2 separate regions of the Anser cygnoides genome follow, and region 2 is linked to region 1. A link is a contact called in public Hi-C data. All regions are on one chromosome and are shown on one strand. The core of a region is the stretch at or near the end of the contact, and the rest is flanking DNA. Distances in the headings are between cores, read along the strand shown. Region 1 overlaps IL1RAPL2 (interleukin 1 receptor accessory protein like 2). Region 2 holds the start of RADX (RPA1 related single stranded DNA binding protein, X-linked).

The links. Hi-C and Micro-C count contacts between places; a contact is called where the count stands out from the background.
Region 2: a contact with region 1 is called in a Hi-C map of granulosa cells, with 2.5 times the contacts expected there. The contact joins the promoter of RADX here to the enhancer-like site in region 1. A contact is called at or near these places in 3 of 7 Hi-C or Micro-C datasets (granulosa cells and liver).

Annotation. Positions count from the first base shown.
Region 1 is chr13:7,856,653-7,864,205 of Taihu_goose_T2T_genome, reverse strand. IL1RAPL2 (interleukin 1 receptor accessory protein like 2) reads right to left here. Exons shown (of 30, transcript XM_048075288.2): 29 at 6,528-6,698. Among named protein-coding and RNA genes, the nearest start is that of NRK, 19 kb to the left of the region's middle. Within about 2 kb of position 4,130, at least 1 of the 3 cell types and tissues checked has open chromatin away from gene starts, as enhancers often do.
Region 2 is chr13:7,982,162-7,989,714 of Taihu_goose_T2T_genome, reverse strand. RADX (RPA1 related single stranded DNA binding protein, X-linked) reads right to left here and starts at 4,049. Exons shown (of 15, transcript XM_013183631.3): 1 at 3,315-4,049; 2 at 2,809-2,951; 3 at 809-1,001. The coding sequence starts at 3,909. It overlaps LOC136791869 (a long non-coding RNA gene), which reads left to right and starts at 3,605. Exons shown (of 2, transcript XR_010834816.1): 1 at 3,605-3,729; 2 at 5,811-7,553.

The DNA.
Region 1 (7,553 bases), core at 2,881-5,380:
AAAAGCAAAGGAGGACGGGTTCCTGTCTTTCTAAAGCCTGGAAATTCATGCTTTCCCCTACCCTTCAGTGGTACAAGACTGCATAAATCTTGGAGTTGCTAAGTCACCCACTCCCTTTCAATTCAGAAGTACAGACTGCTCAAAATAACAGAGGGTAAGCTGTCTTAAGTGTTCTGTCCATTAGAAATGTTAAATCCAAGGCAGCTATATTGCAAAGGGTTGGTTTTGCCTTTCTATTGAGCTAAAAGGTAATTGTCAAGCAATGGTTCTGTTTCACTTTCAAGAAGAAACTGAACAAGCACTTCAGGATTCACATCACCAACCATCATCAACTGCAAGACTCCAGACAAGTGTATTTTCATCAGATAAATGCCATTTCATTAAAACTTCATTGTTGTCAAAGAAGGAGTCAATTTCAATGACATTTCATTATGAGGGGAGAAAAAATCTTGACAAAATCAGGATAGAATAATTTGGGTTTATTTCTCAAAATTATATTGTATCATAAAGTATAAAGTAAAAATAAAATGGCAGAATTAGCATTAACCTACTTGATTTTATTGAAAAATGACATTTTAATTTTGACCTTTTTTTCCTCCTCTTCTTGAAACACTGTTTTGCAATATGGCACAAAAACAGTTTTCAAAATGTTAGTATTTCTCATTAAAAAATTACAGTTTTGGGAAGCTCTATCGGTAACTTACTTGTACTATGGCCAATGGGATCTTCAAAGAAGTATGGACAACAAGAAGTTTTAGACCCATAAACAAACATGTTTTTTGCATGGTTGCCCATCAGCAATGAAGATAGATGACCTGACAGCAAATACACACTCACTAGATACCGTCAACATGTAACGATGGTGAATGTAGTGTGGAGCACTGAAGTCTGAGACACACATCCTATTTGCAAGAGTGTAATCACCCATAATTGCCTACTGAATCCTGAATGGGCTATGCTAGCCATGGGCTGGGAGGAAACACAGACAACCTAATATGCAAGTGGCCCAAGATCAAGAAAACTAAGGAATACCATGGACACAGAATTGCTTACACAAAGAAATATCTGACTAACTAGATTCAAACAATCTGCAAAAGCGGCTGAGGGAGAGAGAAAAAACAGCAATCGTATCAGGTCTTATGGATATTTTTGGCAAATGTGGTCTGCAGCACCACAAGGACCAAAGGGTATTTGCCATCAACCATACTGGCCGGTTCCTGACACTCTGAAAATAACCAGCCTTGCTGCCTCTGGCAACATGACTATCACTTGAGGAAGAGTTATTTATAGAAGAATAATTCAGTCCTAGTTTCCTAACCGAATAGTTCCCAAACCCTAACTTGAGCTACTTTATTACAGCAAAAATAACTGCTTGTCTTGCTTTTCCTATTTCTTAAACATTTGTTGCTTGTTTTAGCTCCAGCCAGAACAGCAATGCAGTCAGCACTGCTGAAACACAGAACAGAGTGATGGCCCCTGCCCCAAAGAAAGCACAATCCCACTATAAGCTAAGAGATGGGTGATGAGTACAACAGAAAGAAACAAATAATAGAATAGAAGATGGCTTTGGCGATATCTCCTTGGAGACTGAAGTGTCTGAAGTTGGTGATTCTGGTGAAACCGAAACTGGTATAGTAGTGGATGTCGGAATCAAAATTCTGAGTATTTAGAATAAAAGACTTGTAGAATCACACGGGCTGGGATCTGAAGGTCTCCAGGTCAATCTTCCGCCCAAAGCAGGAGCAGGTAAGATTGTTCAGGGCCTTGTCCAGTAGAGCTTTGAAAATCGCCAAGGATCTTCTCAAGGCTTCTTCTCCGGTGGCTTTGGGTACTGTCCTGGTGTCTGATCACCCTCATGGCAAGGAAAAATTTCCAAATATTAGATTGGAATTTTCAGCGTTGCAACTTCTATCTATGGACTCTTATCCAACGACTGTACATCTCTGAGAAGAGTCTGCCTCCATATTCTGTGTGCTTTCCACTGGAAAGACAACAATAAAATTCCCCCTTTGCCTTTCTTTTCTTCATGAAATACAGTTCTTTTGGCCTCTCCTTTTATGCTATGTGCACCAGCTTCCCGACCATCTTGGTGGCCTTCAGCAAACCACTACAAGGTAGACATCCTGTCCCGGCCGACTCTAAAGAGAGGGATTTTGTTTATATTTATTCCACTTTTAACTATCATTCTGCTGGATTTCATTTTTACTTGCCTGGCATTAACTGTAAGATTCATACAGAGCAAATAACCAGGGACTTTGTAAATGAGTTTGTGGTGCTGAGTGCTCTATTTCCGTTCCACGTAAATGGTGTCACATATCTAATAAAGGCTCCTTGGGAACCCCAGGCACACTGTCCAAGTGGGTTTTCTTCATCCAGGAACTTAGGAAGCTCAAATTCACCAGTCAACAGCAACAACAAAAAAAACAAACCAAATCAAAACAACAACACAAAAGAAACCCACTGCAGATGGGCAGACAAAACTACAAACTGCCAGAAATTCAATATTGACTGTTGGGTGCTTTTTATTGGATGCCTGAGGTGCTCTCCTGTCATGCTGCTAACCTCTTATTTCCCAGGTAAAAGCAAAGATTTTTATTCTATTAGTGTTGTTCTTTTCAGTGCCTGATCTCTACACCCTGGGCTGAGCTGGAGTGAATTGCTGGTGTATTTTCAATCCTGTCAAGATCAAATGCACATATGCTTAGAGAGCAACTAGATGATGTTCTAATAGATTAGTATTGCTGGTATTAAAAATACAAATAGACAGTCTTGATCTCTTCACTTTCAGAGTTTAAAATAATTTGTAGAAGCCACTGGAGAAAAATATCTTCCTCTGATGTAGACCCAATTTTAGAAGAATCAAGTGCAAATATATCATTCTCTCTGTAGAAACATCTTTAGTGAGACAGAAAATGTCTCGGATAAAAATGTAAGTATTTCTACTTTTTCCTCTCAGCTCTTCAATTTCCTCAGGTCTCCTAACACTGAATTAAAAAGCTCATAGGATTTGAGAGTCTGGTTGGCTGTGGAAAAGGGTTTGTTCAAAAAAGGTCTTGAAAAGTAATAGGGTGGAAAAAATAATAATGGTTAAGAAGAATTAAGGATCACTGTCTCCTTATACAGGCTGACATGTTCACTGGCGCCTTAGGTGCCTAGGCAGAGAGGTATACGTCCTGTCAGCTTTGAGGGAATGAAGAATGCTCTCTGTGTCATTACCAAAAGATACTCTTTAAGAAAGAATAGCTGGAATTAAAGTCAAACTCAGTCTTGCTGCTTACACAGCACACCACATGTTGCGTCTTGCTGCCCTGTCACCCCTCCGGCCTGCACGGCTGCGTGGGCTTCTGTGTGAGGGAGAGGAGCAGAGGAGCAGTGGCTGCTTGAGCCCCGTTTCCACCTCACCAGTTCAGGGCTGGGTCCCCTCATGCTGCTTTCAGGCGACACCAAGAGTCTCCACAAAGGTCCTTGCTGGCTGCTGCGAAGTGGGCATCACCGAGGCCCTCAGTGCCCTTCCTGAGGGATCTCCCACTAGGACAAAATGCTCCACTGGGATAGTAATTGTATTCCGGCTTTGCGGGGCACAGAAACCAACGCTTCCTGCAAATGTGACTCAGGCTCATCTAACCTGGACTCCTGAGGCCAGGAATCTGCTTTCCAAAGCTATGGCCTTGGCCTCCGCAGCCATCATCTCTGTCCTCCAAGGGCTGGCAACATCTGTTCCACACGGCTCCTTCAGACAGCCAGTCCTCAGCGCAGAGCCAAAGCGCGGAGCTGGGATATGAGGTGGGGACACTGCCAGGGTCCCCCTTTCAGCAGAGGAGCTCTGCTGGGTGAGCAAACCCCTGCTCAGGTGCATCTGGCTCGAACCTCTCCCTCGGCTGCAGAGGGGCATGCGGAGCCTATCCCAGCTTTTCCCTAGAGGTGAATCACCTGGCAAAATCATAATCAAAATTGTCCTGAACTTTTCTGAAGCCAGCTTTTCAAGTTCGTTCAGAGAAGTATCCAAGGAAGACAAATGAAATACTATTTAACATATCTATTTTTTGCTTGCTCTCAAACCCAAACAGCAGCTGTGTTACTACATGCCGGGAAGCAAGCGCAATAATGCACACCCTCCTGTGGCAGCACCTTAAAACTGCAGAGATTATGTGAAACAACCAGACTTAGAAAACACCCCAGATTTGCTGGAATCACACATTTAAGTACATGGGAAAAGATACAGAAGGCAACATCAGCATGGAGAGCGGGAAAGCATTATATCACACAAAGTCATTTACACCAAAAGACAAGGAAATGCGGTACACGTGAGAAGAAATATTTCCTGAAATCAAAAAGGATAACTGTGACCAAAACCCCATTCTTCTATAGGAATCTGCCCTGAAAAGCCATATATTTTGTCACATCTGCCACTTTTTGTGACAGTCACTCTAGAATATATTTGGTTTGCCTCTGAAATTTCTAGCAGGTTGATAGCACATCATGCTGCCTGCTCTCCTCACTACACACTGCAAGTCCTTGTAAGACTGGTGAGCATTGCACAAATGACAGAAACAGCCACGTTCCCTTCTCCTCTGCACACCAACAGCTTGCAAATACAGGAGGCTGAGCCTTTCCTCCTGCCCCATCACCTCTCCCTCTCTCTTGTCCCCCTCAAAATCAAGTGCCACCCCCCCCATATATTTTTCAAAGCTGGAGCATGCAAATCACGCTCATTTCAGATCCGTATTTTATTCTGTATTGTCATTATGTCTGATTAAGCGTTCTTGAAGCTCCATATGTTAGAATCAGGCCCTTTCATAACACTGAAGAAGTGAGTTTGAGAGGAAAAAAGAAGTATTAAGTCTGTGAATGCTCATAAATGAGAACTGACATTTTCAGGTACCCTACATTTTCAGGAGAGGTTTAATGAATACCCAAAGTGATGACAAGTATTTGCTGAGTGTCTGACTGACAAAAATAGACAAAAATAAAATACCATGCTGGCTGGTATAGCAATTGGAAAGAAGGCTCTCATTTCAGATTAATCTGTGCGTATAGTTATTGGTGAAAGGCCAGATTTAAACTCCAATTCACTTGTATAATTGCAATGTATAACTGCTATATGGTTGGATATGAAACAACTATTTACTACAGTCCTGTGATTTTTAACACAGAAAGGCATTTTCTCTTATTATCTAATAATTCAGTACCGCTTGCTTGGGCTGTCAGAAATAAAAAGGCTATAAGCCAAGTCCCCCTTCTGGAATATCTTTCAGGGGACTAACAGAGTAAAACTCACTCCTCGCGGGGGCAAAGCACAAAGGAATAAAGGAAGCAGCCCTGGCCTAGGAGCTGCAAATGCACATGATCAGTTCAAGCCACTACAGGGGGCTTTGCAGGATCTCTGCCTAGGCTCTGACTCCTCTCTCCCAGTGGGACTGGAGTCAGAGCTCTGCTTCCAGCTCCCTCAAATAGCAAAGAAACAGGCTTCAACTTCTGGGGCAGGCACTGGGTTTGGCAGCAGCAAGGCAGCAGTTTCAAGTCTTTGGCAGGCAGGCTGCTAATGCAGTCATGTTCTAGCTGTTTCATGTTTGGGGACATCTGCTCCAGTACAGTCATTGCTTTGTTTTCTTGTTCCTATTTCCTATCCAGTAGCATATACAGAAATAAGTTCATACTCTCTTTTAGCATTTTTCATGAAAATGATTTGTAGCAGACAGAATTAGTGAAAAAAAAAAGCATGTTTTTCACATGGGTAACATTTCAAATAAATACGATATTAAAGCAAACATATTGTGCCATTCATTGACGTGATTCATGGTCTTTTTGACTTGTCCAGAAATGAATTTGGAAGAAGAGATGCCATAACCACAGCTCAGAAAGCATTAACTGTTGGTACAGACATCCAGAGGTGCTGCTGAATCTTCAGACACAGCAGCAAAATTGATTTGAAACGGACAGCTGTATTTTACCATCAGCATGGAAGACAGCATCAGATCACAGGACTGTACACAGTCCCCTGAAGAATTAGTATTACTTACACAATACCGATACTGCTCAGAAATGCAACACTTGGTCAAAACCCTAATGAAAAACTGCACGTTTGCCATTAATTGGAAAATTAATGTAGCTATTTATAAGGCTTCAAAGTTAGGGAAAAAAGACACAGACAAAAAAGTAATTACTAAAAAAAAATCCCATTTTCAATAATAAAACAGAAACCACAAATCTTTTTTGGAACTTTCATTTTTAGCTCCTTGTATCTGACACAGAGATTTTATATTACACTATTGCTTGCAGCACTGCTGCCTCCCCCGTTGAAAGGTCCAGCTTCTGCCTCCACTGAAATCAATAGCAGCTCCCCCTCTGGTTTCAGTGGTGCAGGAACAAACTCTAACCTAGAGCTCAAATCTGCAGCAGTGAGGAAACTTAGCCGCTCCGACAACCACTTCACAAGGATGGGCTTTCCCTGTCTAGTATTTATTGCACAGTCCAGGCCTTCACAGCACATCGGAGAGAATTAAAACTCAAAGGTCAGAAATACTTACTTCCGCTAGGAATCAGGTCCCTATCTGGAATGAAGAGCTTATATCCATAGTGCTTTTCGAGAACGTCTGGCAGGATTTCCAGTGCAAAGTGCTCCTCTTCGTTATTATCACAATCTAATGCATCGGGATCCACTTTGGTGTATGAAAGATAAGCGTCATATTCCTTGTTGTCTGTAAGGAAACAAGTTCACGTTCAGCCTGACGTTTGCAAAAGCACTGTAAAGAGCATAGGACAGTTCTAGAAAACTGTATTATTCCTAGAAATGATCACGCCAACAAAACTGGTACTTTTCATAGGAACATATAACCTGGCTTTTACAGAGAAATTAGCTGGCTGGCAAGTCTGCCTCATGTGGTCAGTGTACGCACTTCATATCTGAAAAGATCTTGGGAAAAATTCAAATACAAATATTAATGCTGGAACTTCTTATTTTAATCCTTTCTCTGGTGCTAATGGAAATCTTTCTTTCAACTCCTGTGCCTCAAGAGCGCTATGGTTATGGGCAAGTTTTGAGCTCTCACTCAAAGGAGAACTTCCTTTCACAAATAAATGTGACAAATGCACAACTTAAACTCGAATACTGATTATACAGAAAACAGTGACAAATGTGAACAGTTCAAAGCATTCTTTCAGAAAATCTTCCAAATTTTAAAGCCAATATCATAACTTTAGAGGTCATTTGATCCAGGACATTTTACATACCTGGGGCTCACCTTATCAGACCTAGAAATAACTCCAAGAGCAAGTGTGGAGCAGGGAGAGACTTTCTCCTGCACTAGGATGCCTGCAGCTCAGGGTGGAAGCCTCAGGGCTTCATCGAAAAGTGGGTGACAGAGGGGACCCCAGAAAATGCCTTATGAGGAAAGCTGGGCTGTGACACAGAGGTCTGGCAACCCAATTCCTTGCTCCTCCTGCACAGCACCGGGGCTAGACTCCAGCTCTCTGCATCCAACACACAGAGCTGCGAGCTGGCAAGCGTGCCGGGAACAGAAGTGGCACCGCTATCGAGCTTGAGATCCATGCTG
Region 2 (7,553 bases), core at 2,800-5,299, 130 kb before region 1:
TGTAGCAACTGCATTAGGAAACTGTCATTGTTAATAAGTTATACATGCATCATCCATCACAAACACATATTTGCTTGTTTCAAGGCAGTTGTTCGTATTTTCTGAATGTTAGCTGTTGTTTTGTTCTGAACATAAGCATATAAGGGGAAAAAAACCTCATGTTCAGTGAAGTGGGAGAGAAAAAAAACAACTGTAGACCAAATCTAGTTTGAAAAGGCTATTACTGTTCTATTGCACCACTTGTATTCCTGTGGCACAGCTCCCTTGAATAGCTGTCAAACAACAGCAAGTAAGAAAACGCTTTCTCACAGTCAAGGAATATTCTTCAAATATGAACTCCCATGGTGCTGCTGTTTCAGTACAGACAGCAGTCACCAATGCAAATTTTTACTCAGTGGAGTTTTGCAGATACACCAGGGCCTGACCACACTAAAGCCTACAGTCAGAGCAGGTGACTATGTGCTTCAACGACCTGGAAGCATGTGCAAACAGTGCACAAAGGGTATCTGTTTTACTTATCAGGAAGAAGCAGAATCAGATTAAAATTCAGTACCAGAGGCCCAGCATTATGAACTCAATACTTGAAATCAGAGATTTTTATCTTTATTTTTTTTAAATAAAGGTTTTATCTAATTGTGGCAAAAAACTTCATAAACGTGATTCAAATATAAACAGGGAAGAATAAGTTATTACAGATATATATCACATCATTCAGTCTTGGCAACGGATCACTTGCTGTTTTACTTTCTATTTCCCCTTTTTACAGCTCTATTTCACTGAATCAAAACAGATTTCTGCAATACTTAACCAATTGTAGCAAATCTCTTCATCTGTGAATCTCCCGGGGTTGGCTTTGTTTTAAATGGATAACTGTTTTTGATAGCATACTGTTCAAGAAGTAGTACCGTGCCAACCTTCATACTGTTATACCATTCGGGACATAACGAATTCCACAAAACCATCGACATCATGCCTGAGCTATCAGCAACTTCAAAGTAAGCCTAAAAAAAAAGGAGACAAAAATACATTTATCTTTTATCATCATCCTTTTTTTTCTTTAAATAATACACCAGCTACTTGACTCATGAATGACTTCACTTATTACAAATGGATCCAAATTATGTTCCAAAACTTGTACTGAACGCTGGCATTGAAGAAATCCCCAGTTTCCAGAGAAAAAATCATCCACAACTCCGCCAGCCCAAACTCTTATCCTTCCACTGCTCAGTAACAGTAGGTGATGCCAGTTTCACTCTGTGCTTTTTTGGAGGAGGTTTGGGAAATACTGTCCACAAGAATCAATGGGGAAAAGAGTCTTCCTTATCAGATAGAATGCAGTATTTAGAATAATACTTCAAAATGTCTCCATGGAAAGTTGAGAAGCTGCATTTTCATTGGGTCACATTCATGACAAAAACATGATACAAGACTATTTTCAAGCTGAAAAAACACATAGAAGATCTGCATTGCAAACCACCATCTTTTCACTGAAATTGTACTTATGACAAAGACTTCTACCTACTTTTCTTAAATGGGAAAGCTTTGAATCCATAACTGAACAGATCACTGAGCGGTAAGAAGTTGTTTTTTGTGTTTTTTTTTTTTTTTTTTTTTAAACAGTCTTATAACGAATGGTCTTACGAGGTAGAAATCCACCAAAACAAACGTCAGTCAGTAGACTGTCTACTAAGAATCATCTCCAGTAAAAGACCCAGATTCATCTTTGTGTGAAAGGGAATGGAAACGTGGAACAAGAGGCGAACGTGGCCTTTCATTAACAAGTTCCATACCCCTCTGTCCCCATGGAAGAAATAGGAGTTATCCGACCTGTTTGTGAAATGTTGCCCTCCAGTAAGCGGTCTGACTGGGATGGAGTTAATTTTCTTCAGAGCAGCCTGCATGGTGCTGTGTTTCAGGTCTGTGACTAAAACAGCACTGATAACACACTAGTGTTTCAGCTACTGCTGGCCTTTCTGTGTCTCCCGTACAGCAAGTAAGCAAGGGGTGGCCAGGAGGCCGGCAGGTGGTACTGCCGAGACAGCTGACCTGGTCTGACCTACACATTGTTTCACGCCACATAACATCGTGCTCAGCAATGAAACTGGGGGACAGTCTTTCCCAAGTACCTGTTGCTCTGAGACTGGTCAGACATCAGTCTGCCTTTGCATCACTTTTTTGGTTTTCCCCCTTCTTCCCTTCAGTTTTAATCAAACTGTTTTTATCTCAGCACACGAGTTTTTCCTTGCTTTTGCTCTTCCAATGTTCTCCCCAACACCCCTCTAAGGGCAGAAGAAATAAGCGAGCAGCTGATGGGTGCACCTGTGAACAATCAAACACACCTGCAGTGTCCATTTCCAAGAAGCACTACATAAAATATCGCGAAAAGCTCAACATATTAGGAAGACCAGCAAGAGTTTTACAAAAAAAAATTTATCTGGAAGTCATCTGGTGCAAAAATTAAGGGACAAAAAATTATTAGTATTATTTTTGGGGGGTACAAGACAGACTAACTCCAACTTCCAAAGCATACAGACCAGAAAACAGTCTTTTAAGCAAATATTCTGTCTTTTCACAGAGAAATCTCAACTGGACTATAGTAACTGAAACACATCTACTAATGTTTGTATGTACTACCAGCAACTCCACCATTTCCATACGTGGAAGGGCCTAGCATTTTTATGAAGCATTTTTAATATAAAGTTATCTACAACATAAGTGTTAATGTGTTTACTACATGGGAACAGTAACTTCCAAATATCCTATAACATTTGTTCAAGAGCACTAACTTACAGCCTTATGCCTCCTTACCTGATACGGCACATCCATTTTTTTCTCTGGCTTCCCGTAGTACCTTAGCCTAGACTTGTGCAGCACTCTGACAAGCAGCGGATGGAAGTGAACTCTGCTTCTCCATGTCATTTCCAGCTGACCAAGAGAAGTCAGCTTAGAGACTGATGTTAAAGAGGAGAGAAAGAAGAGTGGACATTTCAAGGGTTTTCAGTTGTAAAGTGCACAGAGTAAGATTACACATATTTCAAGAGGTTTATTTGCTAACACCACGAAACCTGGTCCTGCGCCACCTGTGTATAATTGGGTGATTGATGTTTATATGGACTGTAAGGAGAGGGACACGTGCAGGAGGACACAGAGCGCTATCCATCAGCAGGACACCCACCTCGAGAGCAGCTGGCGTTCCGGGGGCACCCCCCTGACGGGCAGACCCCTCAAATCCCCCACCCGACCGCACACCCCCTCAGCACCCCACCCAGAGGAGCTCCGCACCCACCACCCCGTCCCCCCAGTCGCCCATTTACCATCAACGTCCACCTTCTCCGGCGGCTTCTCGGCCTCCCAGGCGTCCCCGTAGGGATCCTCGTTGTTCCAGAGCGGCAGGTAGTGCTTCCTCTCGCCGCGCAGGGGCGGGCAGCGCGGCGCTGAGGCGACGGCCACGGGGACGGCGGGCGGCTCCCCGGCCACCCGCTCGACGCCCTCCAGGCAGGGGAAGCCGTAGCGGAGGCGCCGCTCGTCGTAGAGGTAGGAGCAGCGCGTGAGGCGCAGGCGGTCGCCGGCCCGCAGGTGGCCGCGCTGCACCAGGCCGTTGAGGCTCGGAGCCAGGTGGCAGCGCTCCTGCCGGGAGCCGTCCGCCAGGGTCACGTCGTACCAGTACTGCGGGGGCACGGCGGCGGCGGGGCACGGCGGCGGCGGGGCGGACGGCGGAGCCTCGGCCAGGTACCGCTCCACCGCCACCACGGTCAACGGCGGCGTCTCTGCGGGGGAGGCGCTGAGGAGGGAGGCGCCGCGCGCCGCCTCTAAGACCCCGAGCAGCCACGAAGCCTCCCCGCCGCCGCCTGGGGAGGTGGGAGTGCTGTTGTCGGTAGGGTCGGGCGGATCCGGGCCGGGTTCCTGCATGACAGCTTCCTCGCGGCTCCTCCCGCCGGGGAGAGTGGCGGGAGGAGGCGGCGAAGGCGGCGGCGAGGGACGGCGGCGATGGCGGGCGGCCTGCTGCTGCTGTCAGGGGCTGAGCCGCGGCGCCGCCATGGCGCGGCCGGGGGCGGGGCTGCTGCGCGCGCGCGTTCCAGTCAGAGCGCCCAACGGTCGCGGTAACGGGGCGGGGGGGGGGACGGTGACAGGAAGGCGGCCCGCCTGGACCCGCCCGGGGCTGTGTCCCCCGGCTCCTGCAGCCCCCCCTGGTGACAAACGGGGTGCCTGCTCGGCGCCGGCACGCTGAGGGGGCTCCCTGAGGCACCTGCTCCCCCGCTCGGTTTTCTTTGAGGGATTGACCGCGCGCCTAACGGTGCCCCTGTGCCCTCAGGGTGATAACCCCTGAATGGTGTTTGTCTTCTTGGTCGTTGTGGCGTGTTGGCAATCATAGCCCCCGATGCTTTAAATTGCTCATATCTGCCGCCGCTGCTGTTCCCAGCAGCGGGGGATGAGTTAACATCCAGCTGGAGGAGCTGCTTTTGGTGGTCCCCAAGCATGCAGCCTTACTTTTTTACTATTGACTTTCATCCCTCTGCCACCATCAAGGAGATTCTGTTACCCTTTATGATCCCGTGATCACTTCCAATATTAATTGAAGTTCTGGGGATCAAGGATTTTGTATTTAACACTTTATTAAATTACTATTATTATATTACTTGATACATTAGCATTTGCTAATACATAAATATATATAGCAATATATATATAGCTATTAGCACTTGAACCTATTATATTAGAACCTAATAGGCTATAAAGCCTACATAAAGCCAAGCTCCCCTGCTCAGCAGGACAGAGCAGGAAGGCAAGGTAAGTAAGGATAAAAGGGCCAGAAGAGAATCACAGAATCATTAAAGTTGGAAAAGACCTCCAAGATAGCTGGTCCAACTGTCCCCCTACTACCAATGTCACCCACTAAAAGAAGAGAAGCTGTGCCCAGTACTTACCATGGCACCACTCCCGATAACTTTTAGAAATCCAGAAGACCAAAGTGGGGCTCCAGCCTAGGCCGTGCTGTTTCAAATGCTGGGCCAAAAGCAGTTCTCGGTGAATGACTGTATTCTCAGGCTGCTGCCTTTGCCATAGGGAAATGGGAAAAGCTGTTTAAAACCATTTAAAACAGACCAAAAAATTCAGACATTGGGGTATAAAAACAAATCTTTACTGGCCTTTGGACTGCCCTAGTAGTTGGATGAATTTATGGATTTGATGTAATAGTGCACTCCTTATTGAGGAAAACTGATATTAGTCATTCTTGCTATCTATGTTGAAGCCAGAGTATTGAGTAAAACTTTAACGGTTGTTGGTTTTTTGTTTCGTTTTCCCCTGTAAACACACATTCTGTTGTGTGGACTGATAAAGTGGCATTTGTGATTTAAGAAGTGATCGCAACCCAAACACCTTTTTAGTGAGATCACACAGGATATGATTTCACATCACATGCAAACCGTACCCAGGGAGCCATGGTGTACAATATTTTTGACTGTTAAGTGAGTCTCTAGGCATTATGAGGGAAAGCTGTGGGCTGTTCCCAGCTGCTCTGCATTGTGCTTTGTGATATGATTTGCAGAAGAAAGCTATTTTATTTAAAGCAGTACTAATTGGTACATGTACCACCACCGTCTTCAGGATTTTTTGTTATTGTAAGTCACTGGGCTTTGACTCAGGAAAATGATGAAGCTGTAGCTTTTATGGAGTGATAATGGACTAATATGGATGGATAGTAGAGTTAATACTTTCTAAATTTTGGATAAATTTGTATGCATTGCAGTTTCAGATACAAGATAGTTCCTTTCCCAGAGACTTACTCCTGCTGCCTTCTTTCTCACCAGCAGGTGTCTAGCTAACACACCAATTTAAAAACTGAAGCAGGGTAAATCTCTGACTGCACATCAACAGCGTGCTTCAATGACCAGTTACATCTTTAGTTCGTCTAGATGTCACCCTGCCATACCTGACCAGTGGGATGGGATGGATGGAGTCTGAGATTGTATTAGAAACTAGAAGTTCAGAAAGACTTGGAGAATCAGTAAGGAATGGTGACAAGCCGTCAAATGGCTGCATCAGAATTTAAAAAGTTAAGAGCTGAGGATCTCAGTTTTTATGTACAACACACCTTCAGAAAAACAGCAGTCAGCCTCTATAGCAGTGAGGAGCAGGCTATGCTGAATAGAAGAACCTTACTACATTCTGTAAAATACTATGTTTAATACATATTTGCAAAATGAAGAGCATAAAAGTATACAATGTGATGCTGTAGATTTAAAAAGAAATGAGTTACTGCGCAAGATCATAAAGCTTACTGTAAAGCAGTTGTTTGCCACAAGGTGTTTTGAGGACAAAAAATAAAATAGCCTTCCCAATACATTTCATCCTCATCTCTTAGGTGCTTTTGTTAACTCAACCTTGAAAATAACAGGATATGATTAAATAATACTAAAATAACATTTGAGGTGCCTGCCCAGATGACATGCTCTTGCCCTTTAACCAGCTCTGTGCATTTTGAAGAACAGGTTAAGAAAGCGATGGGCTGTCAGCAGGAGGATCTCTTACACTTTTGTTATGTGGAACCTTGATTCGTTGCGCAGATGTTAGTCTACGAGAAAACCTTTAATATAGATTGCAGTTTGCTCGTGTTTCATTTAACTTAAATACAGCTGTCTAAACATGGCACTGAAGTTGTAAGATAGCTTTTATGATGGTCTTTGGAGAACCAATTTAATTCCAGAGCAATTTGGTACCATGGAACAAACCACTTTTTAATATAAAACAAAGATAAAATTAAAATGCCATTTCATTTGAGCTCCAGCAGCAATAGGTAATACAAAAGTACTTACAGTTTGTTTGATATACTCTGTAGCTTGCATTGTGTGCAGGTGTATAGTTGTATCTTGCTGCCTAGCTGTACTCTTTTACAAATTACATTATTTATAATATTTGGCAATTTTTTTAGCAAATATTTGGCAAATTACAAAGTGTATGAAGATATTTTAGTTTCAGATATGATGGGAGATAACCCCAAAACCGCAGACTTGCATTGATTTCTTTGCAGAAGTGTATTTTTGTCATAGAGACAGTAGAAATTTCTGTTTATGCCGTTAGGTGCAGCACGGATACAACTTGGATCAGGGCAGTTCTAATGAGTCACAGTAGGTTTGAAGGGCTCTTAAGGTAGGGTGGTTTTTTTCCAGGGAGAAAGGAATTTTTGTCTCTTATTAGTGCCTGCTAATAGCCAGGAAGGGAAGGCATTTTTAGCAACCCTACAGGTTCTAAATAAACAGTTGCTTGATTTCGTTGAATAGAATCTAACAACTATCTTACTGTTGCTTTTTGGCACTGATGTGCTTCTTTTGTGCAGCACGTTACAGAACATACAGCACAAAAAAGATGCGAGTGTGTAAGGCTAGAATGAAGTGTGCGTGTGGAGGAGGAGGACTAAGCAAGTCACATATTAGTGTGATTATGGCTGCTACCTTAAGAAGGGTCATGGAGAGGCCTGGTCTGATTTGTTGATGACAGAAAGCTGTCCTGGAGTCCAGTGTGCACCTCTTCCATGATTTGTGTTTATGCCAGGG